4 separate regions of the Mus musculus genome follow, and regions 2, 3 and 4 are each linked to region 1. Evidence: chromatin contacts called from public HiChIP or PLAC-seq data. All regions are on one chromosome and are shown on one strand. The core of a region is the stretch at or near the end of the contact, and the rest is flanking DNA. Distances in the headings are between cores, read along the strand shown.

Region 1 (4,203 bases), core at 1,092-3,591:
GCGGGGAGGAGAATAATAATCTTAAGAGTTCTTCAGTGGATTGCATGGCCACAGAGAACCAAGAGCTTCCAGTCGCCCAGTTAATTTGACTGAGTGTCCTCAGGAACCATCATTCCTGATGAGGAGGCAGAGCTGGAGGAGGCGTTACACACAGCCAGTTACCCAGCAGTGCCCAGTGGCAGATGCCAGACTCCTGCCCTTTGCAGATTTTGGATAAACACGGTTGTTAAATTTGCTGTATAGCCTGTTGAAGCTCTGCTGTTGAGCTGGTGAGCCTTAAGATGTGGGTTGGGGGAAGGGAATGCTGGGGCAAGAAAGAACTGTGGGACTGTGATCCTGGGCAACCGTATGAAGAGTGGCCTCCCAGTTCCCACAGTGCATTGCAGTGCTTTCTCAGCCCCCAAAGGCCTTTCCTGTCCTTTCTGGTCCTCTAACTTTGGTTTCCAAGATGGAAACCTGGTCAGGGGGACAAGGCTGAGAGCAAAAGGGAGCTTTGGGGCACTGTCACGGGGCAGGGAGACATGCCAGCAGGGGTTCAGTGATGACTCCTGACCTGTTTCACTCATGCTAGGACACCTAGACACTTACTACAGGGCCATTCTACATAGAAAGGAGTTCAGCGTTGTGCCTCCCACCTGGATACCAGCCTGGCATGCGCTCTTCCAGTACCTGCAGACTGCAGGGAGGGAGACAGTGTGCCTCTGTGGTGGGTTTTTGTTTCTTTTTTTCTTTTCTTCTCCTCAGAGGTGTTTTGACCTGCCGCTGAGCACAAAAGCCTAGATGGCTGGAAGCAAAGTCCTGACTATAAAGCTGTCACCTCAGGTGTGAGCCTGGAGTTAGTAACAGGGGTCATGCTTCAACCAGAACCACCACAGCTCTCACCTGCAGCTTCATTGTCCTGGGAAAACCTTTCTTACCTCCCTTACCACTCGTGCCCAGGGCTGTTTTATTTCTCCCCCAAAGCAGGATGTTCCTGGGGTGAGGACCTTGTCCCTTTGCTTGACCCCCTATGGGCCCGTTACCCAGGCGTGCTCTCAGCCTTCGGTTGATAGGCAGCCTATGCCCTCCCACTATAGGGCGGAGTCAGGGCTTTCCACGCCCACCCTTCTTGCTCAAGCGCTGTTTCTCCACGGCTCCTGTGGGAGCTGGGGAGGGTGGCCTGTTTGGAAAGCTGAGGTGTGCCCTTCTCCTTGGCAGTCAGTCATCAAGGGTGCTTGCAACAACTTGGCATGTGTGGAGGCTGAGGCAGGGCAGCCTTGGCAGGGTGTGACGGAGGAGGCAGTACTGTCCTGCCCCCGGCTCTAGGAGTGGCACTTAGCCACTTCTGTCCACGCTGGGTAGGCAGTGAGTTCACCCTCCAGGGCCCGGCCCCCCAACAATTTTGCCTTCTCTTCCTGGGTCACCTGAGGTTTTCCCCAAAGCTCCCTTTTGCTCTCAGCCTTGTCCCCCTGACCAGACTCGGAAGGAAGCACGTACAATTCCCAGTAGAGCTAACGGGTGGGAAACACATTGCCATAAAGTGGCGGTTCTGGGGCCCTTAGGCTGCCTGGCCCTGGAATGTCACCCAGGAGCGGTGATCCCTTCTAGGATCTGCAGTGATAGATTAAGTGAGGCAGGCTACGCAGCACCTGGGAAAAAATCCAGTCTGCTGGGTGTGTCCCTCTCAGGATCTGGGGCCAAACACCTGGGTGTTTACGCCAGGATGATTGAGTGAAATTCTTGCAGGAGCGGCGCCAACAGGGAGCCTCGGGCATCTGTCCTTGTCCCGTAACACCCCCACTCCATCCCCACGCCCACCAAGATTCATTACTGTGGGACTAGAATAAGCAGGAGACCCCTACTTAGTGCCCTTCCCCTACCTCCTTCAGGATGCTGATGCGACCCGTTTCCAGAATCCTATCTAAGGTCTGCTTCCCGCACTAGGTGGACAGTGAGGAAAGGGACACGGAGACTTCAGACTTCAGGGTTGGCCCCTCCCCGAGGCAGGCAGACTTATAGAAGATTCCTTCCACCCGCCTGTGTCCTAACTGAAGCTATTGCCTCTTAAGTCCTACTGTTCACTAAGATAGAGCACCGGTGCTGGGGCTGCCTGCCGCTGGGGCTTTCTTTCGGAGCTCGTCACTGGCTGAGGTCATCTTGCAGGTGCTTCATTCCTAGGCTTGCCAGGAAGGTGAACTCCCCTCCCCCTCCCAAGGGCGGTTCCACCGAGGGAGCTAAGCTTGGGAACCGTAAGGTTCCAAAAGGCCGAGGCACACAGCAGGACACCGCTTACACTTCAGAGTGCCAAGTGACAAAGGGAACAGAAAGAGCTTGCTGAGCTTACAGTACCTCAGAGCCACTCACATGCAAAGAAGCTAGAGGCCGGAGGAGAGCAGAAGGGTGGTGGGAACGCCAGCAGTGGCGACTCCAGGGACACCTTTCCTTTTTCATCTAGTGCCCCCTGGTGGCAGAATCTATCAGGATGCCAGCCGATTAGCGGGCGTGGGGGCTGGGAGGGGGACGGGACGATTCCTGTTGCACCGGCAAAGGGCAGTGATTTGAAGTTGGGCAATAGCTGCCTCTTGAGAGTCTTCACTGATAAGGCCATGCCTCCATCCAGACTTAGATGAAACATTCCAGAATTCGTTAAGGCCAGCCCCACCTAAGCACAGAGTGTGTTCCGAGAACGGCGTCCATCACAGTTCCCAGCGCACATCAGGAGCCAGATCTCCGAGCAAGTAAATCAGTTCAGACAGTCGCTGTGCAGGCAGAGTTGGAAACGTCTTGACCCTGGAGCTTATGTTCCAAGGGATACTTACCTCTTTAAGAGAAGGCAAGGCTGTCTCCCTCCCGTAGTACCCTGCCCCTCCCCTAGGCCTCTGAAACCTGATCTAATCCCTTTGCACGCGGGTAATTTATTGGTCTATTGGGCTTTTCTTGGTGGCAAATTACATTGTCTTTATTCCTAGGCTCTGGCCCCGGAGTGCCTCGAGGAATTCCTAAGACTCCTTTCTCATGGTTGATCCTTCACACCCCCTCTGGGCCCCGGCAAAATAAGTTTTATTGGGATGCTTTGTCATGCAAACAGGGTGGTAATAAGCAGGCTATTATTCCGAAAGATTGGGCTTGATTAACAGCTCAAAGGAGGACTTGAGAACAAACGGATCTGTTGCTGTACTAGCAGAGCAGATTTTTTTTTCCTTATCATGCGGGTCCATTTAGTATTCTGAGATCCTGCTTTGACTTTCTGCCTCCCAGAGGGGTTGCCATCCACCGAAAAGTAATGACATCTGAGCCTGAGCCATGTGGCTCAATCCAATTGGGAGGCACTGTGGAGCTCTACCTTTAAAATGTGAGTGGCCAGCTATGAGCGCATACATGCTCCCTGAACCCTGGATACATGGGAGACCCAGGGTTCCACCAGACAGAGTTGGACACAGGTGGGGTTGGGCGGGGCGCGGTGTACGCATGACATCTGAAGTCTCAAAAGATGCTTTCAGTGTGAGTGCTGTTCTCGGAACACACTCTATGCTTAGGCGGGGCTAGCCTTACAAATTCTGGAATGTTGCATGATGGTATCAGCAAAGATTATCAAGAGGTGCAATTCACCGGGTAGTGTGAGAGTCAACAGGGACCCAAGAAGCTTCCTCAGCCCCACAGTGATTAGAAATAGAAGAACTGAGTGAGAGAAAGACAGAATCAAGATGAGGAGGGCCTGTTTATGGGAGATTGATGGACCGATGCGGGAAAGATGTGTCCTGTAGCCACCTTCCTGAGGCCCTGAATGAAGCTGGCCAGGTTACTCAAGGCTCCCAGAGGAGCAGCTGCCAGAGAAGGTAGCACGGAGAAGGAAGCCTGGGGCACCTCTGTGTATATCAGATACCGAAAGTGGGGTGGGGCCATTACATTTTAGCCTAGATCTGGGGGGTTCTACAGGAGGGCACGGAAAGAACTCCCCGAGAAGCAGCTGGAAGCATCCGGGACAGGAAGCACCCTTTCTGCCCTAGCGATTTTAGGACATGTTCAGGGGGTTCCTGTGGGTGAGTCCAGACAGGGCCACCGTTTCTGCAGGCCTATGGACTCTCTTGGTCCAGATATCATTCTCAAGATTATAGCTGAAGATTGGAGGGTTAATGATAGTTCAAGACAAACAGTGCCTTCGGCTGAGCTTGTGAAGGGGGCCAAGATCCGTGAGGCACCTTTGTACTTAGATGAGGTAATTCT
Region 2 (4,203 bases), core at 828-3,327, 220 kb after region 1:
TGTGGGGGCCTCAGGATCCTAAGGTCACATTTAGCCACATCTCCTAGCTCCTGAAAAAAAGCATTTTAAAATAAAGGTAGTAAAAGGAGGTAGCAGATTCCACATGCAGTGTTCATCTTCCACAGAAAACTAATCTATGCGGAGGGCTAAAAGTATTTGAGCTATTTCTTGGAAGATGGCATCTTCACATTTTCTTAAATTCCTTTTAAGTTTGTTATAATACTTCATTAAAAAGTCAGAGATACGTTTTATATCAGGAAGTCTGCGCTAATGAAATTCTGGAGACAACATTTTAAAACCCTAGGAACGTTCATGTGTGACAACTGTAAAAAGAGTTGCAGGCGACTGAGTCTGAACCATTCCTATGAAGGAGAAAGCAAGGAAACCCGGAAAAATATAGGAAGTCGGCCATTATGCTGCTGGTCGAGGAACTGCTACAGACAAAGCTGTATTCTTTCCTTAGGCCTAGGAGAGGAAAGATTAGAGCCCTTTGTGTTTCGGAATTCCATTCCTTAACTCTGCGGCCCCTGGCACTAATGGTGACTGGGAGTCGTTACGCAGTGTTTTGGTTCCTCAGAGGGCTCAAGTGCTTTCGGGAATGCCTGCCAATACAATTCACAAGAACACAAAACCTAAGGAGTGGGGTGAAGTAGGTCCCCAAATCCCTTCGTCAAAAATGCACATTTAAGCTTGGGCTCCGCCCACCCCCCAGTCATTGATGTCACTGTCTCACTTGTAGTTTACCACTTAATATCGATGCTGTTTTGATCACGAGCTTGGAGATTTGTCTTAAGCTACTCTCCTCCCTCCCTCCCAACTAACACCGTAATAGTTCCGCATTTTATCCAAAATATTTATTAATTAAACTTCTAAGGTCCTTGGGAGCCAGGTGCTATTTAGAGGGGAGGGGTCTTATTATTTTGAGATAGGCCAAAGGCCTCATAAATCGCAAATATGGGAAAGAATTTGAAACCTATTCTAAAAGGCTTTCAAATCCCAAGGCGACAAATGTCTTATTCTAAATATACCATCACATTCAGAGTAACGTGTGTTAACTTATTTAAAAAGATATAAAACCCAACAAAACCTCACATCTGCGATCCTCAGGCCCATCTAAAATAAATTCCACCGGTCAGGAATGTCTACGGGGTGGGGCAAGTAGAGTTACACGGATTTGGGCAGGAAGGGGAGGCTTCAGGCTTTCGCAGCAATTCCAGGATACTAGACAATTATGCCTAATTTCCTACGTTTTAATACATACAAAACCAGATTTCCCTTTCTTTCTTTTCTTTTTTTTTTTTTTTTTTTTGCTTTTTTTCACAAAAGCCAAACAGACAAGCTTGGATTCTGCCACACTGGCCGCCCCTACAGTGAGGAGGTCCCGAAGCGCCCCGGGGTGGATAGGGGTGGGGTGTGGTCCACCTCCCAGCAGGTTCCATCTCTACCATTGCTGACCCCGGCGGGGTCCACGGTCAGCATTTTTCCTGCTCTTGCTCGCTGTTGGCCTCGCCCTGATCTAATCGCTCCCCTAGGAGGTCGACAACGCTCAGAGGACAAATGCAAAGCGGACAAAGCAAATTAAGGAAAGGCGCCGCGAAGGCCCAAAGGGAGTCCTGGATCCCGGCCAGGGGTCTCGTGATGGGCGCGCTGGCGACCGCACCCTGGGCCTGTCCAAGCGGCCTCCCAAGCTGGCGGAAGCCGGCTACGCCCCGCAGGCTGGGCCCCGACCGGCCCTTCCACTCCGCCCTTCGGGACGCTCCGGGTTCCGAGGGCGCAGGCAAGGCGCCCATCCCCCGCGGCGCCATCTTGTTGTTTTCGTGCATTCCTCCTCCTCCTCCTCCTCGCCCCATCCCCACCCCACCCCACCCCATCCCGGCCACGTGGCGCGCGGCTGCGGAAGAGAAGGCCCCAGCCCAACTTCCGGCCAGACCGGTTCCAGCCGGTTGCGGGACTCAGACGCGCGGCTGCCCCCTGGTGGCCGGACGCGGCGCAGCGGGCCACGCCTTGCCTCCTCCGCCATTTGCTGCGCGGCGCGAGGCACGTCCACACTCTGCCGCCGCCGTCGTCATCCGCCGCCATCCCGAGGGTGCGCGGGTTGCGAGGGGGAGGATGACCCGCGTCAGGCGTGGGAACGCCTCTCTTCCGGAGTGATCAGAAGGTCGCTGCGGCAGAGACGGGCGCTTGGTGTAAAAACTTTACTCGTGCCGCCCGTCTGCCCACCGCAGCCTGTCCTGGGTATTCTGCTTTCTATGTGGATTTCTCGTTAGCGTTTCATTCCAGACTAGCATTTCTCGGGTGTGTGCTGTGGGCGGGGCCCGTGCGGTCTCTTACTTAGACATCCTAGGTGGCTCCCAGGATCACAGTGGTCACACCCGGGGTCACAGACCACTAAGGCGCGGGACGAGGAGCCTGCATCGGAATCTAGGGCAGCGGATGCTTTACTGTGAGGTTCTCTTGGTCAGCATCTTCAGGGACCTCCTTGGAGGTCTCCCCACACTCACCTAAACTGAAAGCTTTGGAGTGAAGGAGACCTGACAGACGTTTAACACGCTCCAAGGGCATTTTGAGACTTACTGAAGACCCTTTATGTACCTGGCAGCCCTTCTAATAATGACGATGCCTTGGGGTGGGGGTGCTAACGCCCGAGCCAGACTTTAATATGGGCAATTCATGTACTTTTCGCCTTGTACTCTCCCTGGCTCACTGCTTTGTCAGAGAGGAAGCTGGTTCCCATTTCCATGGACCGTGCTAGAGTTTTTGAAACAATCCAAATTGTACACGCATTCGCTTGTACGGTATATACATAAAAACGAAGCAAAGGCAACCAAGTTTCAACATGGTTCACCTCCAATAAAGGAGGTAGGTTGCCAGGGCGGACGGGAAAGGTTTGTTTTGTTTTTGTTTTTGTTTTTGTTTTTTTTTTTTGGGTAAGTGTAACTTTCCAACTTGAACTATTTCAGCATTTATTCCAAAGAAAATAAGGAGTTATATTCAGAACGGTGTTAGAGTTAAAACTAGAATCCAATCCAAATGGCTCCAGATTCCCTGCATTCTGTTGACTATAATATAAAAATCTACTTTAGCCGGGCGTGGTGGCGCACGCCTTTAATCCCAGCTCTCAGGAGGCAGAGGCAGGCGGATTTCTGAGTTCCAGGCCAGCATGGTCTACAAAGTGAGTTCCAGGACAGCCCAGGCTACACAGAGAAACCCTGTCTCGAAAAGCTGGGCGGTGGTGGCGCATGCCTTTAATCCCAGCACTTGGGAGGCAGAGGCAGGCGGATTTCTGAGTTTGAGGCCAGCCTGGTCTACAGAGTGAGTTCCAGGACAGCCAGGGCTATACAGAGAAACCCTGTCTTGAAAAACCAAAAAAAAAAAAAAAAAAAAAAAAAAAGAAAAAAGAAAACAAAAATCTACTTTAAACATAAAATGTTCAATAGACTTGTATTTCCAACAATAATAAGATTTATTTAAACATTTAGACTTCTGAACAAACCTCCCCTAACTGTGCTAGTTGTAATAGCACATTGTATGATAAAATAAAAGAAAATGAACCCAAAGCTTTTAATGATAACACTTTGCTCTCTGCCACCCTGTGTCAGGCTGGCCACAAGTTTCAACTCTATAGTAGTCGAAGAGCCCGACCCTGCTTGTCTCTACCTCCTAAATGCTGGGATCATGGGCCTGTGTTACCTCACCTAGCCTTTGTTTTGTTGGTTTTTGTGTTTTAGACAGGGTCTTACTCTGTAATACAGACTGGCCTGGAACTCAGGCCTGGCCTTAGTCTCTAGGTAGCTCCCATGCCTCACCCTCAAAAGTGCTTGAGTTACAGGCGTGAGCCACCATGCCCAATTTAGAAAATAAATTTGTTAATACTGTTGCTGACAGAGACAAGCTGCGGGTGGCATCCAGACTGGCAGCCTCTTGGCCCCCAAGCTGCTAAGTGTGGAATATAGGCATGTGCCACCACATCTGTTTTCTTGCTTTTTCTCTTTCTCTTTCTCTTTTCCTTTTTTTTTTTTTTTTTTTTTTTTTTTTCCCGTCTGTGTAGCCCTATAGCCCTGGCCATCCTCGAACTCACTATGCAGATCAGGCTAGTCTCGAACTCACCTCACCGATGCCCGGCTCTATTTTGCCACTCTTCACGAGGAGTTTGAAAGCAATGCAAGCCGTGTGATTTTGACTATGTTACTTAACCTCTCATGG
Region 3 (4,203 bases), core at 847-3,346, 210 kb before region 1:
CTTTCATACATTGCCACAGCTAATGACCACCATAACCATGTTCTATGACACAGAGGCATTGATACCCAAAATGGCAGGGACTACTATAAAAGTGACAGAATCAGCTTTGGGTTATTGTAGAAAAGAGCTAGGAAATGGAGTTGGCAGAGCATCTAGAGCCAAGGTCTTGTGCTCCTTGGTCTCAGCCAAGGAGGGTCTGGTATTCTATACAGAGTCAACCTGTTCTCACCAGATGTGAGGTTAAACAGTGTCCTACAACAGTAGTTCTCAACCATCCTGATGCTAAAACCATTTGATGTAGATTTTTATGTTGTGGTGACCCTCAAACCATAACATTATGCTGTTGCTACTTCACAATAATAATCTTGCTACTGTGATAGATCGTATGAAGAATATATGATATGTGAACCCCATGAAAGGGTCGTTGGGATCCCCAAAACGGTTGGGACCCACATGTATAGAACCTACTATCTTAAGGTCTCCCTTAAGACCTTAAGAAGGAAGAAAAAATGGGGAGAAGAACTTTGAGGCACCTTAAACAAAGCAGCAAGGACTGAGAAGTCTATATCGTTACCATCTTCTCTGCCCTAGAACACTCACAATGTCCTCAGGAGGCAGAAATTCTCACCTCCATTTGAATAATCATTGTAACGTTGATACATGTGAATAATACTCATATGATTTATACTTTATCCTAAATAATCCTGACATCAGGACTCCCATCTTTCGTGAGATGCTGGCTTCCATCTTCCTCCTCTCTACCTAATAGACTCACTCTCTCTCTCTCTCTCTCTCTCTCTCTCTCTCTCCCTTCAAAGTCTCAATCTGAAACCCCAGCCCACAGATAGTCCTTCTTGTCCTTCTTTTGGGAACTGGCAGCACAAATTTTTTTCAACTTGCAATGGTTACATGCTGATAAATCACACTGCAAGTATCACAGGTTAAATGCATGTAACCCACCCAAGCTATTGAGCATCACAACTCATGAACAGCCCTGCTTAGAGCAGTTTTAATTTCCCTTTGTGGCCATGAGCTATGTGGGAGCAGCAGAGGCCACTGTCCAGTATCACGAGAGTGTGTTGGGAACATCTACCTGGGCTCTCTCTCCTATGCTTTGTCAGTCTTCTCTTAGGATTTGGCCCTGGCTCCTGTTAACCTCTGTGACAGTTGGGAACAACAGCTTGAGAAAGTAACATCAAGTTATAGCAAGGATTGGACATGCTGAAGAGCTGTCATATTCTGGTCTCTGGGTGAAGTTCCTGGCAAGCACAGAGCTACCTAAGATACTAGTCCTGCCTGGATGTGCCTCTTGTTTCTGGAACTTTCACACGTATGCTTGTTCTCTTCTTTAAGGCTTCCTGTCTCAAAATAGGTTCATTCCTGGATTCCCCAACACAAGGCACAAAACGCTCAGCACAGTCCAGGGCTTCGTATACAGCAAGAGCTCAATCACTAGTCATACAGCAAGTGCTTAATCGCCAGGCATACAACTCAATCACCAGTCACAGGCTCCTCCCATTATTGAATCATGTTTCATGTCATTCACAGAAGCTTTCTCATGAGCCCTGTGATTCACAACTGCATGGCTCACTGTTTCCTAGAGCCCCATATCACATTGAACCCACTGGAAATACAGACCAGTGAGTGAGATGGATGAGGGCTCTGGGCAAGTGGGGGGTGTAGGTTAGGTCCAGGAATTACCTAGAAAATATGTTTGTGTGTGTGTGTGTGTGTGTGTGTGTGTGTGTGTGTGTTGAGAGTACACATGTCAGGATACACGTGATACACATGTGGAGATTAGAGGACAACTTTGCCGAGTTGATTCTCTCTGTCTACCTTTACAAGGATAAAGTCTAGTTCATCAGGCTTGTACAACAAGCACCTTTACCCACTGGGCCATCATGCTGGCCTTTGCCTAGCAACTTCGAATGTTAACATATGCACTCAGACTTTTGTTCAACTGAAGGTGAGGTAAGGCGATCACAGTGTCTCTGAGAAAGATGGGAAACCCAGGGAAACTGAGCATGGCTCACTGTCTCCTACAGCCCCACACCACGTTGAACCCACTGGAAATAGAGCATTGGAGACCATGCAGCTATTTGCATAGAAATTCCAGGGAGCGCTAGGAGTCGATAGGACTGCCCACCTAAGTAGCAAAGTAAGATGCTGGGGTGGAAGTAGGAAAACATGAGTGTGAGCACATGTGTCAATTACCCTTAAAAAATGTTAGGGAGACTGATGAGGAGGGACAGGAAACAGAAAGTGCTAAGGTTCAGCGATTACCCAAAAAGAAGCCAGCAGATGCATAAATGTGTCGTCCCACTGTTCTCTAGGCTGGTAAGGCATTGAGACACAAACATGATTTGTGCAAGCTTTTAGGAGAAATTGAGACTTGCGGAGGATACAGAGCTTAATAATTCAGTTCTCCCTAAGATTCCCAGCTCAGTGTCTGCCCTGACTTTTGCCTGGTAGCTTGTCGCTGCCACCTGGCTGACAGCTTGATGCAGGCCTGTCACCTTTGAGCATCTGATTGTGAGGCTCAGCCTCCTGGGATCAGAGCAGAACAATAGCCTCAGTCCTCAGGGGCTGACGCTAAGCACCAAACACTGGTCAGCTCCAAACACTGGTTGCCATTCACTTCAGAACGCCTGCTGCTGTGCATGCTAATCCAAATTGGGTTCAAGCCCCCAGCCTCTGCCTCCATTGTTGGGCCATACTTTTCATTCAGCATGAGATCGGAGATCTGCTGAAACCTCATGTTGCCAATAAGAGGAGAAGAGATTGCATTAATCTCAATAAAAATGAGTTCCTCTTAATTTTTTTGTCCTAGAAAGAAAGGAAGGGCATAAAAACATTACACTTGCCTCTAGAGAGAGGGAGAGAGAGAGAGAGAGAGAGAGAGAGAGAGAGAGAGAGAGAGAGAGAGGAAAAGGAAAAGAAACTTGAAAAGACTCTCTTCACCAGATAGCTGAAGCACATAGGTTTACAAGTCAACACAAAGAAATGGTATATCCTTCACATGTTGCTAGCTTATTTTCCTCTCCTAGATATTTTGATTGTTTTCTTTTCCCCCACCCACCCCCCTGGGATGTTTTTAAACACCAGTACTCTATGACCTTTGAAGCAGAGCATCTTTAGAGATGTCGAGTCAAATTTAGAGGACGAGGTAAAGGAGAGAGTTCATCAAGCAGGATATTGGGATTTAGAGAAGTCATTCTACAAACTCAGATCTCCACTGCAAATAGACAGGCAGACAGACAAACAGACAACTGTCTAGAGAGTGTGAGGGAGAAGATGACACACAGATTCTGTGAAAAGGAAACAGAGCAAGAAAAAAAGGAAAAAGCATGAGCGGGGAAAATGTTGCCCGAAAAATCATGTTTCTATCTTTAGTGTCGGAGAAAACCTTGATGATGACTTAGACCTTTTTTGACACACAAATGTATGAACGTGCGCACTCATGAACACACAGCGAGAGAGGCCAAGAGGGGCATGTGATTTGTCTAAGGAAATGGATACTTGATTAAGGCCTGTCCGAATAAGGGCTGTGCATGCTAATTTGTCTGTAGAGGTTTTATGTAAATCTCAGCAAATGCTCCCAGGGAAAGGAGGCACATGGACCTCTACCTTAACAGCTTTCCATTTGCCCCTCTTCACTGACACTCACTCTTGGACCCTTTCTTCCACTCCCAAGTGTCTGTCTGATAAGTGACTATGTGGTGCAGAGTAGGCAGGGCTAGCCCACTGCAGCCAGAGGCTCACATCCAGCCTGCTGCTCCATGCTTTTGTAGTATAATTAAATGGCTTTTAAATTTTATAAGAATCAGAAAAAAATATCTTAACCATATTTCATGGTGCACAAAGTTCACATTTTTTGACATTTGTAGGCTTATATTTTTCAAAACCTACTTTATTTTTTTTTTGACTTTTTAAAATTAGGTATTTCTTCATTTACATTTCAGATGCTAACCCAAAAGTCCTCCAGACCCTCCCCCCACTCCCCTACCCACCCACTCCCACTTCTTGGCCCTGGTATTCCCCTATACTGAGTCATATAAAGTTTGCAAGACCAAGGGCCCTCTCTTTCCAATGATGGCCAACTAGGCCATCTTCTGCTACATATGCAGCTAGAGACACGAGCTCTGGGGGTACTGGTTAGTTCATATTGTTGTTCCACCCATAGGGTTGAAGACCATTTTAGCT
Region 4 (4,203 bases), core at 987-3,486, 180 kb before region 1:
AAAAACCTAAGAAATATAAGGGATAAAAAGAACAACAAAAACAAACAAACTAGAAACAAACTTCCAAACCACATCTCAGACTTGGAAAAAGTGTTTCTGGTTCCCAGGAAATAGCGTAGTTTTCTGGCCAGTCACAGAAGCACAAAGGTCCTTCTAGCTGTTATAGCATAGCCTCTGCTAACAAATAAGGGGTTATAGCCACATCCTATGTCTTGCTACACAGTTGGCTTTTATTTCCCCAAAGCTGTCCTTTGCCAAGGAAACAGTCGCCCCTCTCTCTTTCTCTCCAGCTCTGTCACCCCATATTGAGCTGGTTCTGTACTCATTAAGTATCAGGGCAGCCATTGGAAGACCTTCTCGAGACTGTTGGAGATATTTACTCATCCTGAGCCCTGGTCATGGCTTCAAAGAGTCTTGCAAGAGATTAGGAGAGTTTCTTTGATTAATAATTCCATCCCGTGGTCCATAGGGAGCATTTCCCCAGGAAGGAGAACTTGACCAACAGGTACACATGCAGTTCTGTGAAGGTGAATGCTGGACACTGGAACATGATGGAGGTGGCTGAGGGACCTGACTGGCAGACCCAACCAACCCTCCACATACTCTCCCCAGCTGAAGACGAAGCACAAAGAGACATGACTTTTCCCACTTTCTCTCTCTTTGGTTGTGAGAAACCAGTCTGTAGACTACCAAGCCTCAAAGGCTGGTTGTTGGCATCGGAGCCTACAGTCAGTCACCATTAATCAGAATTCTACCACCCAGACTCACAATGGACATTTTTTATTCAAATATAATTTCTATTTTAAGAAAGGTTTCTTATATAAGCTGGTGTTTCCCTAGCTATTGCATGCATATCTTCCCCCATTCACAGATACAATGCCGCATTACCCTTTTCTTTTTAGAATACTTTTTGTGTTACATGTACAAAAACCAACACACACACACACACACACACACACACACACACACACACACACACACACAAAAGTGGAATGCCCAACACAGCAATCCTACTTGTACAGATATTTCTTCCTAAGAAAATATTCAAGTGTGTGCAGAGTTCTGCCCAGGGCTATTTGCCCCAGTTGAAACACAGATATTTTGCCTGCATCTATGTCTGTACAGCAGCCCCATGCTGGTGCCTGCGAAGGCCAGAAAAGGAGAGCAGATCCCTGGAATGACCGTTATAAATGGTTGTGAGTCACCACACGGGTTGTGGGATTGTACTCAAGTCCTGTGGTAGAACAGCCAATACTCTTAACCACTGACCCTTCTCCAGCTTTACATTACAGTTTTCAATGACTACATACTACTTCACCCGACATTACACCATCATACTGTTTAAATTCTCCACTGAGAACTGGGATACTTGTAATCAAGCCATATTGCAAACATCAACTGGGACAAACAGCCTTGGGCAGAACTCTTCACACACTTGAGCAATTATTTTCTTAGGAAGAAATAGCTATATAAGCAGGATTGCTGAGTTGGATATTTCCATGTTGGGGGTCATTTTGGTTTTGGGTTTTTTTTTCTTTTTCTTTTCCCCCCTGAGACAGGGTGTCTCTACACAGCTTTGGCTGTCTTGGAACTCGTTATGTAGACAGATCAGCCTGGCTTTAAACCCAAAGATCCACTTGCTTCTATACCGCTTGCTCTAGCGCTGGAATTAAAGGCATGTGCCACCTAGCTAGGGACACTTGCACTTTTTCTAAGGGTGTCAATCTATCTAATCAAAGAGCCAGAAACTTAAGAAGACATCTGTTTTCCACCCCCTTAGCAACTCTGGGTATTGCAAAATATCCCACTACCTTACATATTCCTAATAACCCAGGGTCCTTCTACTTCCTCCTAACTGACACCAGCCTGCACAGAGAAGCCCTGTCGGGGCAGGGACTGGCTAAACACTGAGGCCATTCTGGATATCCAGAGTTTCTGGGGTTGGGAGAGAGAGAGTACAAAGACCCCAGGGAATCATCTCTCTCAGTTTCTGCTGGAGGCTGGAGAAACTAAGAAAGGAGAAGCCAAGGGTGTGAGGACCACCTCCTTCTCGCTCCCAGGTGCAAAGCCTTTCTCCTGCTCCCCATCCTCCACCTCAAACAACCTCTGTGGGTGAAAGGCAGCCCACAAGAAAGAGAAAAGCAAAGAGAGGCGCATGGAAGGAACAGCCCAGGCCCACGGGTTAGAAGGGCATTCTGTTCCCACCAGGGACCCCCTTTCAGCTGCAAACTGCTGTATTTGACATTTCAATGCCAGCCTGGGGAGGGAGACTGGAGGGAGACCAGAGTGTGAAGAGAGGCCCAGACTGGAAACCTAAATAAAGCCAGGAAGACAAAAAAAGAAAAAAAATCAGCATGCCTTTAATTCAGCTATTTGTTCTTGCTGTTTCCCTTCAGCAGACTGTGGCATTCAGAAGCAAAAGGGATCTCTCTCTCTCCCTCTCTCTCTCTCTCTCTCTCTCTCTCTCTCTCTCTCTCTCTCTCTCACACACACACACACACACACACACACACACACACACACTTGTGACATTTAAGAACAATGTGCACTTGGGCAGGAATGGGTGGAGGCAGACAGAAAAGAAAAAATGTTTCTAAAAGAACTGAACCTCCCGGACCAAACCTTGAGCTTTGTCTTCCTTGGGAAGGCCCTGGAAGTGATTCCTTTTAATCCCATTGGAGAGGAAGAATGAAAGGAACTCAGATTTGGAAAACAAAACCATGCAGTCTCAAACCTAAGAAAGAGCGTTGGGAAGAAGCCCAGAGTAGTACTGAACCAGGGTACTGGAGGCTGACCCCTCAGCTTAGGGTGGGCAGAGCAAAGCTTCTCTCTCCACCCAGTCCTGACACCTAGTCCTCCCCTGTGGAATGACAGCTCTCAGGGAACCACCCTGTGGATTTCCTCCTCAGTTTGCCTCTAGATTCACCAGTACAACCCAATTTGCAGATGAGAAAATAGAGGTCCAGGAAGATGTAGTGGGAAGCTAAGATCCCAGGTGAAGTCCACTGGGACCAACTCTTAAGAAAGGATGCCTTTAATCCCAGAACTCAGGAGTTAGAGACAGGCAGACTTCTGTGAGTCCCATGACAGCCAGGGCTACACAGAGAAACCCTGTGCAGGTGTGGGGTGTATGGGGAGACAGACAGACAGACAGACAGAAAGGAGATAATAGTGAGTGAATACTATTCTATAGATTATTAGAATTCTGATGTAGGCTGTTCTAATTTCATTTCTGTTGTGATAAAATACCCTAACAAAAGGCAGCTTAAGGGGGAAAGTATTTTTTTACCTCACAATCCCAGGATATATACAGTCCACCATAGCAGAGTGTTATGTCTGGGCAGGGGGAACTTAAAACAGCCAGTCACTTCATATGCATAGCCCAGGGCAGAGAGAGATACACATATGCGTGCTTGTCCACACTCAGATCACTCTCTCTGTTAAATTGTCCAGGATCAGTGCCCCCCACCATGAGCCAGGTCTTCCCTAGCTCATGATTACAACAATTAATCAATTACATCAATTAATGTAATCAATACAATCTCCCACAGACAAGCCCACAACCTGATCTAGACGGTCCCTCATTAAGACTCTCTTCCCATTTGATTCTAGGCTGTCAAGTTGAGCTAACCACGCCACAGGCCTAGAACCCGAGTCCCTTTTCTATGGTATAAAGAGCATCTTATCTCCTTACCCTGCTTCCTCTTCTGTTGTGCAAGACCTAGCCATGTGGCTCCATGTGTCACACAGCCACCCAGCACGGTGCTATTCTCCACCCACAGTAGAACAGGACAGATTGCTGGGGACCCAGATGAAGGGTGCTCTGAAGAAGACAAGGGATGAATACCACTCAGGCTGGAGCAGTGTAATGAGCATAGGGTAAAAAAGGCTTTTAGACACATAAGAATAGCTTAGTCAGGAATCCCACTACACCCAAGGCTGCATATGATAACCAGAACTCAGTGACATCACTCGATCACTCATTCCAAATAACCAGACACGGTCCTAGAACCCCATGACACCCACTGAACCTCTTAGAAGTAAATAAAAGACAGAGAGACTCTTCTAAGTTTATCAAAGAAATGCTTAGCTCTCCACATCTGGAGAGACTCCACTTTGATCTTCCCTGCAGCTCGAGAGTTTCTCCCAGGATCCTGACCCTTGGATCAGAGACTTCTGTTAGAGACTGGACCAGACCTTCAG

What was found. HiChIP or PLAC-seq counts read pairs in DNA pulled down with a chosen protein or histone mark.
Region 2: a contact with region 1 is called in an H3K27ac HiChIP or PLAC-seq map of epiblast stem cells. The contact joins two enhancer-like sites. A contact is called at or near these places in 1 of 15 datasets of contacts at CTCF or cohesin (the NIH/3T3 cell line), 4 of 484 Hi-C or Micro-C datasets (embryonic fibroblasts, embryonic stem cells and proximal limb bud) and 15 of 115 datasets of contacts at active chromatin or transcription factors (embryonic limb bud, embryonic stem cells, epiblast stem cells and 5 more).
Region 3: an H3K4me3 HiChIP or PLAC-seq map of embryonic forebrain shows a contact between it and region 1, with 3 times the contacts expected there. The contact joins two enhancer-like sites. A contact is called at or near these places in 4 of 39 promoter capture datasets (cranial neural crest, embryonic stem cells and stem cell-derived epiblast-like cells), 1 of 15 datasets of contacts at CTCF or cohesin (the NIH/3T3 cell line), 4 of 484 Hi-C or Micro-C datasets (brown adipocytes, cerebral cortex, muscle stem cells and 1 more) and 18 of 115 datasets of contacts at active chromatin or transcription factors (the SCID.adh cell line, astrocytes, differentiating embryonic stem cells and 13 more).
Region 4: an H3K4me3 HiChIP or PLAC-seq map of embryonic forebrain shows a contact between it and region 1, with 3 times the contacts expected there. The contact joins two enhancer-like sites. A contact is called at or near these places in 9 of 39 promoter capture datasets (the 3T3-L1 cell line, cranial neural crest, embryonic stem cells and 3 more), 1 of 484 Hi-C or Micro-C datasets (uterus) and 10 of 115 datasets of contacts at active chromatin or transcription factors (embryonic forebrain, embryonic hindbrain, embryonic midbrain and 3 more).

Annotation. Positions count from the first base shown.
Region 1 is chr7:73,397,345-73,401,547 of GRCm38.p6, forward strand. All of the region lies in intron 2 of Rgma (repulsive guidance molecule family member A), which reads left to right. It overlaps LOC115486533 (a long non-coding RNA gene), which reads left to right. Exons shown (of 2, transcript XR_003946803.1): 2 at 1-4,203. Among named protein-coding and RNA genes, the nearest start is that of A730056A06Rik, 24 kb to the left of the region's middle. Within about 2 kb of position 2,342, at least 133 of the 459 cell types and tissues checked have an H3K27ac peak or open chromatin away from gene starts, as enhancers often do. A contact at or near this core is called in cerebral cortex, embryonic basal ganglia, embryonic forebrain and 9 more, where this site is marked.
Region 2 is chr7:73,616,549-73,620,751 of GRCm38.p6, forward strand. No RefSeq gene overlaps it. Among named protein-coding and RNA genes, the nearest start is that of Gm30149, 9.9 kb to the left of the region's middle. Within about 2 kb of position 2,078, at least 332 of the 459 cell types and tissues checked have an H3K27ac peak or open chromatin away from gene starts, as enhancers often do. A contact at or near this core is called in embryonic limb bud, epiblast stem cells, stem cell-derived anterior neural progenitor cells and 2 more, where this site is marked.
Region 3 is chr7:73,189,510-73,193,712 of GRCm38.p6, forward strand. It overlaps Gm20083 (a long non-coding RNA gene), which reads left to right. Exons shown (of 3, transcript XR_882223.2): 3 at 1-2,923. Among named protein-coding and RNA genes, the nearest start is that of Gm20083, 7.7 kb to the left of the region's middle. Within about 2 kb of position 2,097, at least 59 of the 459 cell types and tissues checked have an H3K27ac peak or open chromatin away from gene starts, as enhancers often do. A contact at or near this core is called in cerebral cortex, embryonic basal ganglia, embryonic forebrain and 6 more, where this site is marked.
Region 4 is chr7:73,220,510-73,224,712 of GRCm38.p6, forward strand. It overlaps Gm30075 (predicted gene, 30075), which reads right to left. Exons shown (of 5, transcript NR_166609.1): 3 at 3,695-3,823. Among named protein-coding and RNA genes, the nearest start is that of Gm30075, 16 kb to the right of the region's middle. Within about 2 kb of position 2,237, at least 55 of the 459 cell types and tissues checked have an H3K27ac peak or open chromatin away from gene starts, as enhancers often do. A contact at or near this core is called in embryonic forebrain and neural stem cells, where this site is marked.